Linked DNA regions of Hordeum vulgare: region 1 is linked to region 2. Evidence: chromatin contacts called from public Hi-C data. All regions are on one chromosome and are shown on one strand. Each heading gives the region's core, a stretch centred on a gene start, on an enhancer-like site or on the middle of the called end of the contact. The rest is flanking DNA. Distances are from core to core; before and after follow the strand shown. Region 1 holds the start of LOC123451169. Region 2 has its middle 18 kb from the start of LOC123451168.

Region 1 (6,715 bases), core at 4,141-6,640, 770 kb after region 2:
CAAGAGTACATGAACCTGAAGTTGATGTTCGACATGTAATTTCAATCATTATCGCACTATGTAGGACAATTTAGTTCATTTTCTAATACCAATTAATCAATGACTCATTTATTCTTTTTCTTTGCCGGACAGGGTTTGGACACGGTTCATCCATGATATGTCGGTAAATGGAAAAAGGAGCTGACATGGAAATGGCCGAGGGTAATTAAGTAGTAATAGCTACGTCCGTGCATCTCTTTAGTTCTAGTTTCAATACTATTAACATGCTTGATTATTATCTGGCTGAATTCTATTCTCGTAAAGTGGTGCATGAACTAGGAACACGGGACTAATTTATGTGCATACTACGTTTGTGAGAACATTCACTTTATGACTGAACTACGCACATATGATAAACATCCTTGGGTATCTAAACACTATTCACAATTTTTTATCATGACCTAATATATACACACATAACTAATATATTCATATTGGTTTCCTTCTTTAAAGATGTCGGAGATGCGGGGTAGGCTCATACAAAAGGACCGCATACGAGCACTTCAAGAGGAAATGACGGGATTTTTGCTTGAGCATGTCATAGATCCCGACGGAGAATACCACTACACCTAATGCCTGCATGTAATGATGTGCAAGCTGTAGAAAAAATTGTATATATATATGTGTGTGTGTGTGTATGCATATAGTCGTACGAGAAAATTTATGATATCTGATTGGTCCTACGAGAAATTTTATGATATATGCATAACGTGTACAGTATGTAGTAGCATAAAATATGTTTAAAATGAAAAAGAATTAAATGGAGAACACAAAATGAAAAGCAAAAATAAACAATAAACCCCTAAACCCCAAAACCTCAAAACCCCAAAACCCCAAATCTCTAGTCCCAGTTGGTGTCACCAACCGGGACTAAAGGTCCCCGCCCCGGCGCCCGCTGCCAGCCACGTGGAAGGACAGTAGTCCCGGGTCGTGGACAAACGAGACTAAAGGGGGCCTTTAGTAGTGAGTTATTAGTCCCGGTTGGTGACACGGGACTAAAGGCCCTTACCAACCGGGACTAATGCTCGTTTTTACACTAGTGACACCGGAGGAGGGGGTTACGCCCGAGGGAGGATATTAGGAGCGTGGGGACTAGCCATAATCCATGTCACCACATACCTTCGCGCTGAGGAGTAGATGAGCCATGGTGCGGTGGCGGCGGCTAGCGAGGAAACCTAGCTTTTCTATCTGCAGGAGCGAGAGGAGAGGGGATCGAGTGCGTGCTTGTCTCCCAATTGTTTTTGGATGTTCGGTTGGACGCGGGCCTGGACACAGTGGCATTTTTCGTGTAATATGAGCAAGGAATAGGGTCACTTCGGTATACCCCTTCAATTTAAATCAGAAGATGTGGGAAGCCACTCTCCCCCAGTTTTTTTCATTGTGAAGAAGAGGGAGATGGAAATAAACTAAGCTAGCTTCTTGAAAACGAGTTCTTTTGAGTTTTTGGCTTATTTTGCTAATAAGCTAGTAGAAGCTGCAAAAGAACTGACCCTTAAGGCCACTTCAATGTATGGCTGTTAAGACAAGGTGCTAAGCACATTAAAGTGTTTAGCAACTAAAGTTTTTAATGCATAGGTGTTTAACTTGTTGTAGCTAAACATGCTTCATAAATGATTGAGCAAGCAACGTTCTTCATGCATTGGTGTTTTTTGTCATTTAAGTGTTTTCCCTAGGTCCACATGCTTGACATTGTTTTTCCCTGGGATCACCACACTCATCTCTCTCCTCTTACTTACCTTGCTACATCAGGTTTTTCGCCTGTGTGGCATGCTTAGCACCTGTAGAAGATGGAGCATTGGGAGGGGCCTTAAGATCAACTCTAGAGTTGTCCGTGTGAAATGTGTTCCATAAGCCCTTAAGGCCACTTCCAATATATTGGTGCTAAGATAAGGTGCTAAGCACATTAAAGAGTTTAGCAACTAAAGTCCCTAATGCATAGTTGCTTAACTTGTTGTAGCTAAACATGCTCCATTAAATGATTGAGCAAGCAAACTTCTTCATGCACTCGTGGGTTTCTTTCATTTAAGCGTTTTGCCTAGGTCCACATGCTTGACATTGTTTTTCCCTGGGATCACCACACTCATCTCTCTCCTCTTACTTACCTTGCTACAACAGATTTTTCGCCTGCGTGGCATGCTTAGAATCTGTAGAAAATGAAGCACTGGGAGGGGCCTTAATAGCAACTCTAATATTAGAGTTGTCCATGTGAAATGTGCTCCATAATATATAGAGGCTGCCAAGACGACACACAAACTCAAATGACATCAACTATATTTTAGGAATTGAACGCTTAATTAGTTAAATTGACCAAATGTTGTATACAAAGTGATTACATAGAGCGTGAAAAGTCGGTTAGCGACATTTTCATATCATGGGTGTTAAAATTTGTCGCTTTAGCATCCTAGCTTGATTTTGAGTCCATCACTTCGATGTTGGATGTTATGCACGAGGGCACATCCTTATGTGACGCTCCTACACGGTTCATGCTGGAGTGCTGAGAGGGTGACCTCGTCTTTGTCTTATTCCTGCCACGTGTAGTTGTCGAGGTGGGGGATGACTTTATATTATGATGATCCTTAATGGGACGGCGACTCTGCTAGAGCAGCCTTAACCAAAATAATCAAATTAACGGTTATTATGACGATGAGAGGTATGCTATTTTTTTAGTTATTTTGTGGGTTGGTCATCCCAATTTCACGGTTAAAATAAACAAGGCACACCGTCGTAGATCGTTTACTTGTGGAAAAATAGTGAAAAACAATATCCTATTCCTAAAATCAAGCCATACTTTACATTTTCACTCCAACGGGTTTTAACTTATCTTATTATCTTTATCAAACTAATTAACAAGCCAAACTCTCATGACAGGATATCTGCTAGATGCCCACTAGAGAATTTACATATGCATTATGGTCGTATCCAACATAGCACATGAATAATGTGGTGTCACAAGCCGCATTGTTCAGCATAATTTGACATAATTTCTTAAACTTTCAGAAAGTTTAACATATTTTAGTACACCCAAACAAATAAGCACTTAGTTGTCCTGCCAATCAGCTACTCGGCCATCCTAATAAATGGATCGATTCTCAGATTGAGCAAATTAATCTTCCACAAAAAAAAGCTTGAGCTAATAATAATAATAATAATAATAATAATAATATGTCACAAGATCATGACAAATAGGTAAACTATGTAACTTTTAAATTGGGTAAAGCCAACAAAAAAATGTACCCATCCAAATCATGAAAAATATGGTTCATGTAGTTTCCGCGTTGGTCGTCCATTGACATTTATCTTCTTCGATCCACCTCAAGGGAGACGACCATCACACCAAATTCCTCTCACTCACCTCCTCTCTATATGTCATTGTGAGTGGATGCGCAACACTATCATTCTTTCCTTTGTCATCGTTGTTTGGTTGAAGGACCTTTTTTCCTTTTCAAAAGGAAAATACCCAGTGCCTTCGGGTTGATTCCAGAAGACTATTGAAGCTCTGATAGCAGATTTTCCATCATCAAATACAGTCCTAAATGTTGACGAACTGATGTCAGCTCCCAACAAAATCCAAGCAAACACCATGTGGCCTGCCCGATCTTCTTGCACAAATCACAGCGTGTTCGATGAGAAGACCATTGGGAGGGAAGGCCTGGGCAAAACGCAATCTTTCGCTCCGTTGCCACTTTGTGAGGGAACTTTTTTTCCCTATATTAGCATCTTGGTAATTTATATTTGTAGGATGGCAGTTCTTCGTACGCAGCATGGCAAATTCCTGAAGACACGCGTGTCAATTCTTTTCTGCAGCATCACAAATCTCTATGTTATATCATGTCATTTATCTTCTTGTAACATGGCAAATCATTGTCATTTTGTGGCAAATTTCTCATACTCTAGGTGGCAAAAAAAAATTGTCATGTGAAAATCTCCGGTATGCATGGCAATTTACTCTGCCACGATATGGCAAATTCCCGACAATTTTTCTGCTAGCATGCCTTTTTTTCAACATGGCAAATCTGTCTGCAATAGCATGACAAATGGATCTATTATAGCATGGCAATTCACGAGCGTTCAGTGAGAGTAGTTTTTCTAGGGAACACTCCGGGATGATGTTGTTAGCTCAAACAAGCCTTTTGTAGGGAACTTTCGTTCATTCGGTGACCTCTCTAACGGAACGTCAACGCGTTATTGGTGTCCTAAGTAATACTTCCTCCGTCCCAAAATAAATGACTTAAAAATGATTCAATTTTATACTAACTTTAATAAGTATAAAGTTGAGTCACTATCGAGTCATTTATTTTGGGACGGAGGGAGTATCATTCCTTTGATGGGACATGAGAACGAGCTTACTCCAAAACAAGCAAAGTAACTTATAGTGCATAAGCTCTTTCTTATGTCCCAACAGGTTAAACAACCAAAATCTGGTCTAGATTTGACAAACTTATTTTCTCATGGCAACTCTGATCTGCCAGCCTGCACATTTTATCACATTTCACCTCTTCCACGTCGGGAGCTACTAAATGTGGCACCTACTACTTCCTAAGTACCCCTTTGAATATCACAACCAATTCTAGTTGACAGAAAGGGTCACGATGGTCCTCTTGGCTCCGACGTGGAGCTTGGTTGGCACATGTATAGGCAATGAGAGCATATCATAGCCCCCAAACCCCACAGGAAAGAAGGACAAGCGCCCCAAAAGCAATCCTCTAACCTCTCCTTTGATTCACAACTTTAACCTCACTTAACCATAATTAAATCAGTCTCTTAAAGCCCACAATTCTTTCCTTTGTAGAGCAGTCCTGCCAACATGCCATGTGCAGAAACCTTCCCCCGGCATCTACCTTTGCTTCTTCGTCTCTTTATTGTGATGGTCTCCAAACTCCAAAGGAAAAGCATATATCCTTACCACCACCTTTAGCATTTGCACTGCTCTAGAGTTAATCAAATACACAGCTAAAATGCAACCACTAAATCACCTTACAAACAACTCTGGTGCAAATCAAGACTTTCTGAACATTGTACTCCACATATTGCACTAGGCAAATTAGTGATGTACATGCAACAACTCTTCATCAAGTTACATGCTGTAAAGTTCCAAGTTCCTAGGTAGTAGCAAAAGAAATACTGGTACTAGCATGATGGAGAGCAAAGTACAGAAATATTTGCGTTTTTTCTAGTGCCCTTTTGTCTTTATTTTACCCTGTGGTGTATGGCGGAGGGCAGAGCAGAGCCACCACCGGCCGGCCACCGCCCTCTCTGTCACTGGCATCTCCATGTGCCCCGATCACTGCATGTGGCTCCACCTCCGTTTCCTACTCACTCTTCCTGCCTCTCCGTCATAAAACCTCGCCTCTCCAACCCCAGTCTCTCCATATATAAAAGCTAAACCTGCTCCATCTAGGCTAATACAGCCTCGCTAGCTACATAGCTCGGCCATCTCATCGACCAGAAAGCCTAATAGTTATACCTGCCCATCCATTTCTCTTCCTCATCTCAAAACATCATCATCCTAGGCACAAGCACAAACTTCGTTCGTGACAAGAAGAAGAAGAAGAAGCATGAGCAATGGCAGCTCCCCCACATCTTCCTCCCCTTCGGTCTGCTCGAGGTCATGGTACGTGATTGCTAATGCTAATCAGTTGACATATGTGCTCCCGTTTTGCTTCTTAGTTTGTCAGCAAGTAGTAGTGTATCGTGATCTTCAGTTCTGATCACAAGAAGGTCAGGCCTGATCGTGTTTTGCGGCTTGTAATTAATTTGTTTGTAGGTCCATAAGTGAGGATTCTTTGAGGAGGTACGTGAGCTACGCTAGCGAGAGCTGCATCCAGGAGCTGCTCGCGGCGTCGGACTCGGGCGGCGCCGGACGCGGCGGGGGAGGAGGCGGCGACGAGGAGGACGGCGGGTGGCAGACGCTGGCGTACTGCAACGGCGTGGAGATAGCGAAGCGGCGGTCGGGGACGGGGCAGATGTTCCGGAGCCGGTGGCTGCTCTACGCCGTCTCGCCGGAGCAGTTCATGGCCGTCGCCAACGCCGTCGACGCAGCAAAGGTAACGCATATGAAATCTTCATTTCCTTTTCTTCTTCTTTCTTCTTCTGTATACTACAGTATTACAGTAACTGTTTTCAGAGAATTCGCTGTGTGTGATTTGGGCTCACGAACCAGCAGAAGTGTACTTATTTTATCAATAATGATGGGTTAGTCTGGGTAGTAGTACCACTGGGATGGTAGTCTCGGAGCCACTTTGGCAGCAGCTGGCTGGCTCGACTAGCTGGACAAGTTATGACCGCTTTAATTGGTCACGGAGGTGACGGTAACGCGTCGCGTGACTTGCCGACCCAACAACACATGCATGTCTATGTATTGATACACCCGTGACCGAATTCCATTCGCAGCCTGCCTAGCGTTGCACAGGCCAACCGTGAAGGGGGGCAGTAATTGATTCTGTGGGTGCGTACTGCACTTATTTTACCACTATCTGACATGGAGCAGCTGCAAGCGAGCGGGCACGCGAGAGTTTGCGAGCCCACAAGTACGAGCCAAATCATTTGACCTCGAGATCCCAGAGCGAGCAGAGAGCACGCCATACGAGGATGATTAACTAGATGCATGCATGTGTGCAATCTGTGATTAATCGGTGGCAATCGCATGCAGACATGCATGGCCGCCCCATATGGCCAC
Region 2 (6,756 bases), core at 2,516-5,015:
TGTTGAACGTTGTTTCCTCCTGCAGCATAGACTTTCCTTCTAGTTTTTTTTTCTTTTTCGTTTTTTTTCTTCTAGTGTGGTTTTCCTTTAGGGTTTTATGGCTCTCTTTTTATATGTTTCTATAATGTAAAGGTTTCTTCCATATGGTATAATTTGAGTATATTTTTCTTAAAGAGATTGCCTTAAATGTAATGACGAGCTTTCTATATTTGATATACGATGAACTTTTGTAAAACAAACAGAACTCTTTTAGTGCAGGACAAACTATTCGTAATACATGCTAAAAATTTAGTATATATACAGTCAATTTCCTTTCACATACGGAAAGCATTTGTTTCCGTAAAGACTGAACTTTTTTAATGTACGGTGATTTTTTCCTAATATGCATTGAACTTTATTTCATGTACAGTGAATGATTTTTAAATATATGTTGACTATTTTTAATATACATGAAACTATATTAAACTACACACCAAACACATAAAAAAACTGAACAGAATAACACCCAATGACTCTTCAAAAAACAAAAACAAGAATAACACCCAATGACTCTTCGCAAAACAAAAAAAGGAATAACACCCAATGACTACTTTTTCAAATCAGAAAAAACGAACTAAAGTAAAAAAACAAAAACAAAAATGTTATATTATTATACTACTTCAAAAGAATATGAGGTTCCCATTTCACCTCTTGTTCGTCCAACCTGTTCTTAATGACCCCCCCCCCCCCCACACACACACCACCACCACCACCACCTCTGCCGTTGTCATCTTTGATTTTTTTTCTTTCATCTTGCATTTTTCTCCAGTCAACTTTCTTTATAATGGAATCAACCATCCCACGTTTCATTAAATTCTCATAAAAAATTGGTATGTGAATAAATTCTTACCAAACTTGTTAAAATTTTAGCACATCAATGTAACTGTATACGTGTAGTCGCTGACTAATCTATTAGATTGTTTATACTCTCGTTTCACCGCACAAACAACTATCTAGTAAAAAACAGCAGGAACAAAAAAAAAACGGAAGTTCAAAAGTTGTTGAATGGTGCTGGCTCATTTCTGCTTGGTAGTGGACATGTCAGTGCATCCGAGTCTCACCTGGAATATCCTATTTGACGCTCGTTGCATCAAAGTATCAAACAAGCGCACATAGAAGGGAGGCGAGCGATTTAAATGAGCTCTCCCATTAGCGCTTTGCACTGATCGTGGTTTTGAGAACATTCTAATGGTTTACAGCCGTATTTTTCCAGCTTAAGAAACTTCCAAAAGGTTCCGTGAACAGGATTTCTTTTTTTCCTTTTTTATTTTTTTTTCTTTTTTGTTTCTGTTTCAAAAAATGTTCTGAATTTTCAATATCTTTCTACAAATACAAAATTATATTTGATTTTATAAAAGTATTCTAAATTCTAAATAGTTGCCATTTTATAAAAACATTCATAACTTCAAAATTTATTCGGTACTTTAAAACAAACTCTATTTTTAAGAAAATGTTTGCCATTTTCAATTTTTCTAGTATTTTCAGAAAGTGTTCGAAACATCAAAATTTGTTCAATTTTAAAATAAGTTCTTGTTCGAAAACTGTTCTTAAATTTTGAAAAAAAATTGCTTTTAAAAAATGTTCCAACTTTAAAAAATGTCAATTTTACACTTTGTTCATAAATTTGACAAATGCCTGTATTTTCCAAAAAAAGTTCTGGATTTCAAAACTATTCTTCAAATTCAAACGATGTCTTTCCTTTTTTAAAAAGTTCTAAATTCCAATTAGTTGTTGTCTTCTAAAAGCATTCATAAATTCATAAAAAAATTGTGATTGTCAGAAAAAGTTCTTCAAATTCCGAAAATGATTTTTATTATTAAAGAAATGTGCTAAATTTCAAATAGTTACATTTTTCAAAAAAAAACTTTGGAAAATGTTGGGATTTTCCAAAAATGTTTAGTATTTTTAAAAAAAATCAATACTTTAAGAAAACATTCAGTATTTTCGACATTATTTGAATTTTCAGAAAAACATCAAAATTTTAAAATTTAGTTTGATTTTTAAACAAACTCCGAGTTCAATTTTGAAACTAAGTCCGTGTTCAAAATAAATAAATGTTCTTGCTTTTAGAAAATGTCCAAAGTTTCAAACATTGGCTTTTCAAAAATTAAAAAAAATGTTCTGAAATTTCAAAAAAAGGTTCTGTATTTTCAAAAAAAATCTGCAAATTCGATTATTTTTTGCTTCAAATACGAACTGACAAACTAAATAGAAAAAATACGAAGAAAAATAAGAAAGGAAATAATCAGAAAAGCAAAAAAGGAAGAGAAAGAAAAGCAAAAATAAAAATTATCAGATTTTGTTAAGCCAAAAATAAACTGGGCCGACCCAGCGGCGCGCCCCATGCGTCCGCTTGGTAGTCACCCGCAACGAACGGCTCATAGGAGGTCCCGTCTGACCTAGGGCAAAACATATTTGATGCCACAGGCTTCCGTTGCAATGCAATTTTGCAAACGGCACGTGCAACATCCCCGCGTCAAGCCGGCCCATCTAGGATGAGTCAAAGGAAGAAACGAGAGGTGACGTACAACACGGTATGAGGGGTCGCTTTCCCCGGCTGCTTTCCTCCTTTCTTTCTTTTTCTTATTTTTTTCTTTGACCTGGTTCATCGATTTTTCTTCTTTTTTTCTTCTTTGAACGGGTACAACGATTTGAAAAGATTTCATCAATTTTTTTATTTTATTTTTTTAATGTTGAACTATTTTCAATTTTTGAACTTTTTTCAAATTTGATGTTTTTTCCCAAATTCAATGATCTTTTTCCAAAATCGGTGAACTGCTCTTCATTTGATGAACTGTTTTCAAATTCGATGAAATGTTTGCCAAAATCAGTGAACTTTTTTCAAAATCGCTGACCTTTTTTCAAAATTGATGAACTTTTCTAAAATTTAAATGGACTTTTTGAAAAATACGATTGGCTTTATAAAAATTCGTTGATCTTTTTTAAATCCATGATTTTTTTTCTTCTTTCTTATTAAAGTCAATAGTTGACCACTCAATTGGTCAACCACGACGAGCGAGCGAATGTCAGGCCGGGCGAGTAGAGTGCTCGCCACATGGAGCGGCCCATGATTTGGCGGTTGGGAGCGCCGGATGCCTTAGTTTGCGCCTGAAGCGCCAAAAAAGTTTTTCCAATTTTCGAAAACTAATCATCGACTTTTGGAAAATGTTCATCAATTTTGAAAAAAGTTCACCGATTTTGGAAAAAAACTTTATTGAATGTGAAAAAAGTTCATAGATTTTGGAAAAAGGTTCATCAAATTTGAAAAACAGTTCATAGATTTTGGAAAAAAGTTCCTCAAAATTGCAAATAAAACATCAAATTTGAAAAAGTTCAAATATATGAAAATAGTTCATCATTTAGAAAAACAAACGAAAAAATTGGTGAACTCTTTTCAAATCGTTGTACCAGTTCAAAGAAAAAATATCGATGAACCGGGTCAAAGAAAATGAAAAAGAAAAAAGAAAGAAAGGAGGAAAGCAGCCGGGGAAAGCGACTCCTCACCCCGCACTGTACGTCACCTCTTGTTTCTTTCTTTGACTCATCCTAACATGGCCGGCCCAACGCGGGGATGCTGCAGGCGCTCGTTTGCAAAATTGCATTGCAACGGATGCTTGTGACGCCAAATAGGTTTTGCCACTAGGAGCTCTCCTCACCTAGTGCGAGCCATAGGTAGCGCTCGCCTACGGTGCACTCACAAGTGGGCCGGCCCAGTATAAAGCTTTTTGTCTATGTGCGCTCAACTCTTGTTGAAGTACCCCTACAAAAAGCTCTTGTTGAACGGACATGGCGTATGTGAGCTCGAGCTTACATAATCCCGGATAAACAGTAAAATTGGTAAACATAGTAAACAAATCAAAAAAATCTGATATTTTAGGACATGAAATATTGATATTTTTTCTACATGCGTGCAAAATTTCATGGTGAAATCAAATTTTTTGGACCTGTGGGCAAAAAAATAAAAAATCAATGCTTAAAAAAAGTGTTTCTGGAAGCATTTAGGAGCATAATTTTTGTTTTCTTGTCCACATCTTCAGAAATGTGATTCCGTTATGAAATTTTTTCATGCACGTAAGAAAAATATCAATGTTTCTTACCACAAGATTTCAGTTTTTTAATTTGTTTTACTATTTTGGGGATTTTACTGTTCATCTGAGAGCATGTGAGCTCGAGTTCATAATAGCACTTTTGTTGTTGAAGTACGTTTTTGCTTTTCTTGTGCTACTGTACTTGTTTAGCTACCTTGCATAGTGGACATATTTAGTAGGAGTACGTGTTTTTTTACTTCTATTTGTAATTAGAAATATTTATTTATATTAGAAAATATAATTTTGTTTATTTTCAAAGTATTGATCGCACATATATAAAGTTGTTTTATCAGCTCATAGAAAATGTTTTTACAATTTTTAAAAAGTGCCATTTATAAAAAGATCGAGTATTCCAAAAAAATGTGGACAACATTTTGCCAAGTTGTTATAAAATGTAAAAATATATTCATGTAAATAAAATTAATAATCCATACCAATAAAAAAATTGAAATTGCATTAAAAATGACCACGTCTCACAAATATGTTTGTGACATTCTAAATAATGTTTGTATTTAAGAAATTGTGCGCATGCTTTAAAAAGTTACCCATCGTCCAAAACAATCAACTTATATTCAAAATACCTTTAACATGTATTCAAGCAAATCTTCAAACCAAGTAGTTTGAAAACATTTTATCATGTATTTGAAAAATGATAAACGTGTATAACAATGTTTTATATGTATACAAAAGTGTGCAAGATATACGCAGACGTGGACATCAAAACATATATTAGAAAGAATGAAATTTGTATTAAAAAAGTTATAGATGTATGCAAAAATGTACAAATAGTTTGAAAAGTAGACACATGTTGTATAAAAAATAAAAAATAGAAAAATAGAAAAGGCAAAGAAAACGGTTGAAAACGATAAAGAAAAATAAACCTGAAGAAAACTAAAGAAAAAGAAAAGAAAAGACGAAGAAAGCCAAAGAAAAACCAAAGAAATTAGAAGACAACCGACCCCAAACAGTGAAAATATGATAAACACAGTAGCGTCATCATGTAGGCGGTACTTATTACGGCTTGAATAAGGCTAGAAATAGCATAAGCGGCTTAGGAGGGTCATGCATCGTTATCTCTCAACAAAAAAATAGGGTCATGCATACATATATTATTAAATCTGAAAAAAGAGAGTAGGGTCATGCATCAAGGTTTTTCGTTCGGAAGGATCTCTATAAATTTATATCATTTTGAGTCTGGATCTCTATTAATTGACACACATGACATGACACCACACAATAATAACTAAAAATCAAACAACTCTTAAGTTTAAGGTTAAAGAACTTGACAAACTATTCCAGACATTGTTTTTTTTTGTGATAGAATACTTTGCACATAAGTAAAGCACTTCAGCGATTCATGTTACAATTACTGCTTCAAAATATGTGTTTTACATTTTTATTTTATTCTATCGTTCATATGGAACGTGCATGCACCCGTATTTCCAAAACCATGTCCAACACATCAAATGAAAGAGACCCAACCAATCATCTGTATCTCACGAACCTAAATGAATAAAGAAAATGGAGGAGTAATTCGATGTAGGATCGATCAGCATCATGTGACATGTGAGCTTCCTTTTTCTTTTCGGAGGCGACATCGTGTGAGTATTTTAGTGATCCAAGCCCATCATTTTGTTAGCGCCTTCCCACGGCGCCGCCCACAGCTCAGCCGGCCGACGTGGCTTCCTTATCCCGGGATGCGGATGCCAAGCAGGACTTTTGCGCCCCCCCCGCGATGTCACGTACTGTGCTTACGTCGCGCGTGGGTGGCGGACGTGGGCCGTTCCTGCCCGCCACGTCCCGTCAACTTCTCCGTCCCTTCCCGTAGGCAGCCGCGCGGCAAAGCCATGGCTGTTGAACTCGTCCCCGGCCGGCTGACGGATTGCTGGTGTGGCGGCTACAGTCTACAGATTCAGCGCGGTGCCGGAAGCGCAGGCTTTACTTGGAGGGGAATGCAAGCAAACTCTGCGTGTCCACCATGCCTGGCTGCGGCGGCGGCCCGGAGCTGTGCTGCCGTTCTTCCTTCGCCGTTCATGGATCGATGGCTGCCTCTGCATAACTGACGGCGACCAGTACTCAGCTAGCTTGCAGCCTGAATTTCTGCCATCTACCAATTCACTACTCCCAAGCAAAGACAACGCATGTATACAGATGTATATAGACATATTTTAGGATATAGATTTATTCATTTTATTCTGTATGTACTTATATACTTCCTCCGTTCTTAAATATAATTCTTTTAGAAGATATTTCATCAAGGGACTACATACGAAGCAATATGAATGAATCTACACTTTAAAGTATGTATATATACATTCATATATAGTCTTCTAGTGAAACCTTTAAAAAGACTTATATTTAAAAATGAAGGGAGTAATAAATTATTTTAAAAAACTTATATTTAGGAAGAAGGTAGTAGCTTGCAGTCTAAATTTTAATCATCTATCAATCCACCACTCCCAAGCAAAGGCAGGGCATGTGCATCGCCTGGGAAAGCTCATCTTTTGCGCGGAAAAATCGTGCAGGCAGACTCGCGCCACATGAGATTCAGGATTCAGCCGTCTATCCTGCTGAAGCACTCTAGTCACCAGCGAGTACTTTTCCTTTTGGAAGATGTTGAAGCAGTCCA

Evidence for each region. A called contact is a pair of places that touch in the nucleus more often than the background predicts.
Region 1: a contact with region 2 is called in a Hi-C map of seedling, with 5 times the contacts expected there. The contact joins the promoter of LOC123451169 here to the enhancer-like site in region 2. A contact is called at or near these places in 2 of 6 Hi-C or Micro-C datasets (leaf and seedling).

What each region holds. Positions count from the first base shown.
Region 1 is chr4H:50,516,462-50,523,176 of MorexV3_pseudomolecules_assembly, forward strand. It overlaps LOC123451169, which reads left to right and starts at 5,391. Exons shown (of 3, transcript XM_045128181.1): 1 at 5,391-5,650; 2 at 5,804-6,083. The coding sequence starts at 5,595.
Region 2 is chr4H:49,751,231-49,757,986 of MorexV3_pseudomolecules_assembly, forward strand. No RefSeq gene overlaps it. Among protein-coding and RNA genes, the nearest start is that of LOC123451168, 18 kb to the right of the region's middle. Within about 2 kb of position 3,766, at least 3 of the 3 cell types and tissues checked have open chromatin away from gene starts, as enhancers often do. A contact at or near this core is called in leaf and seedling, where this site is marked.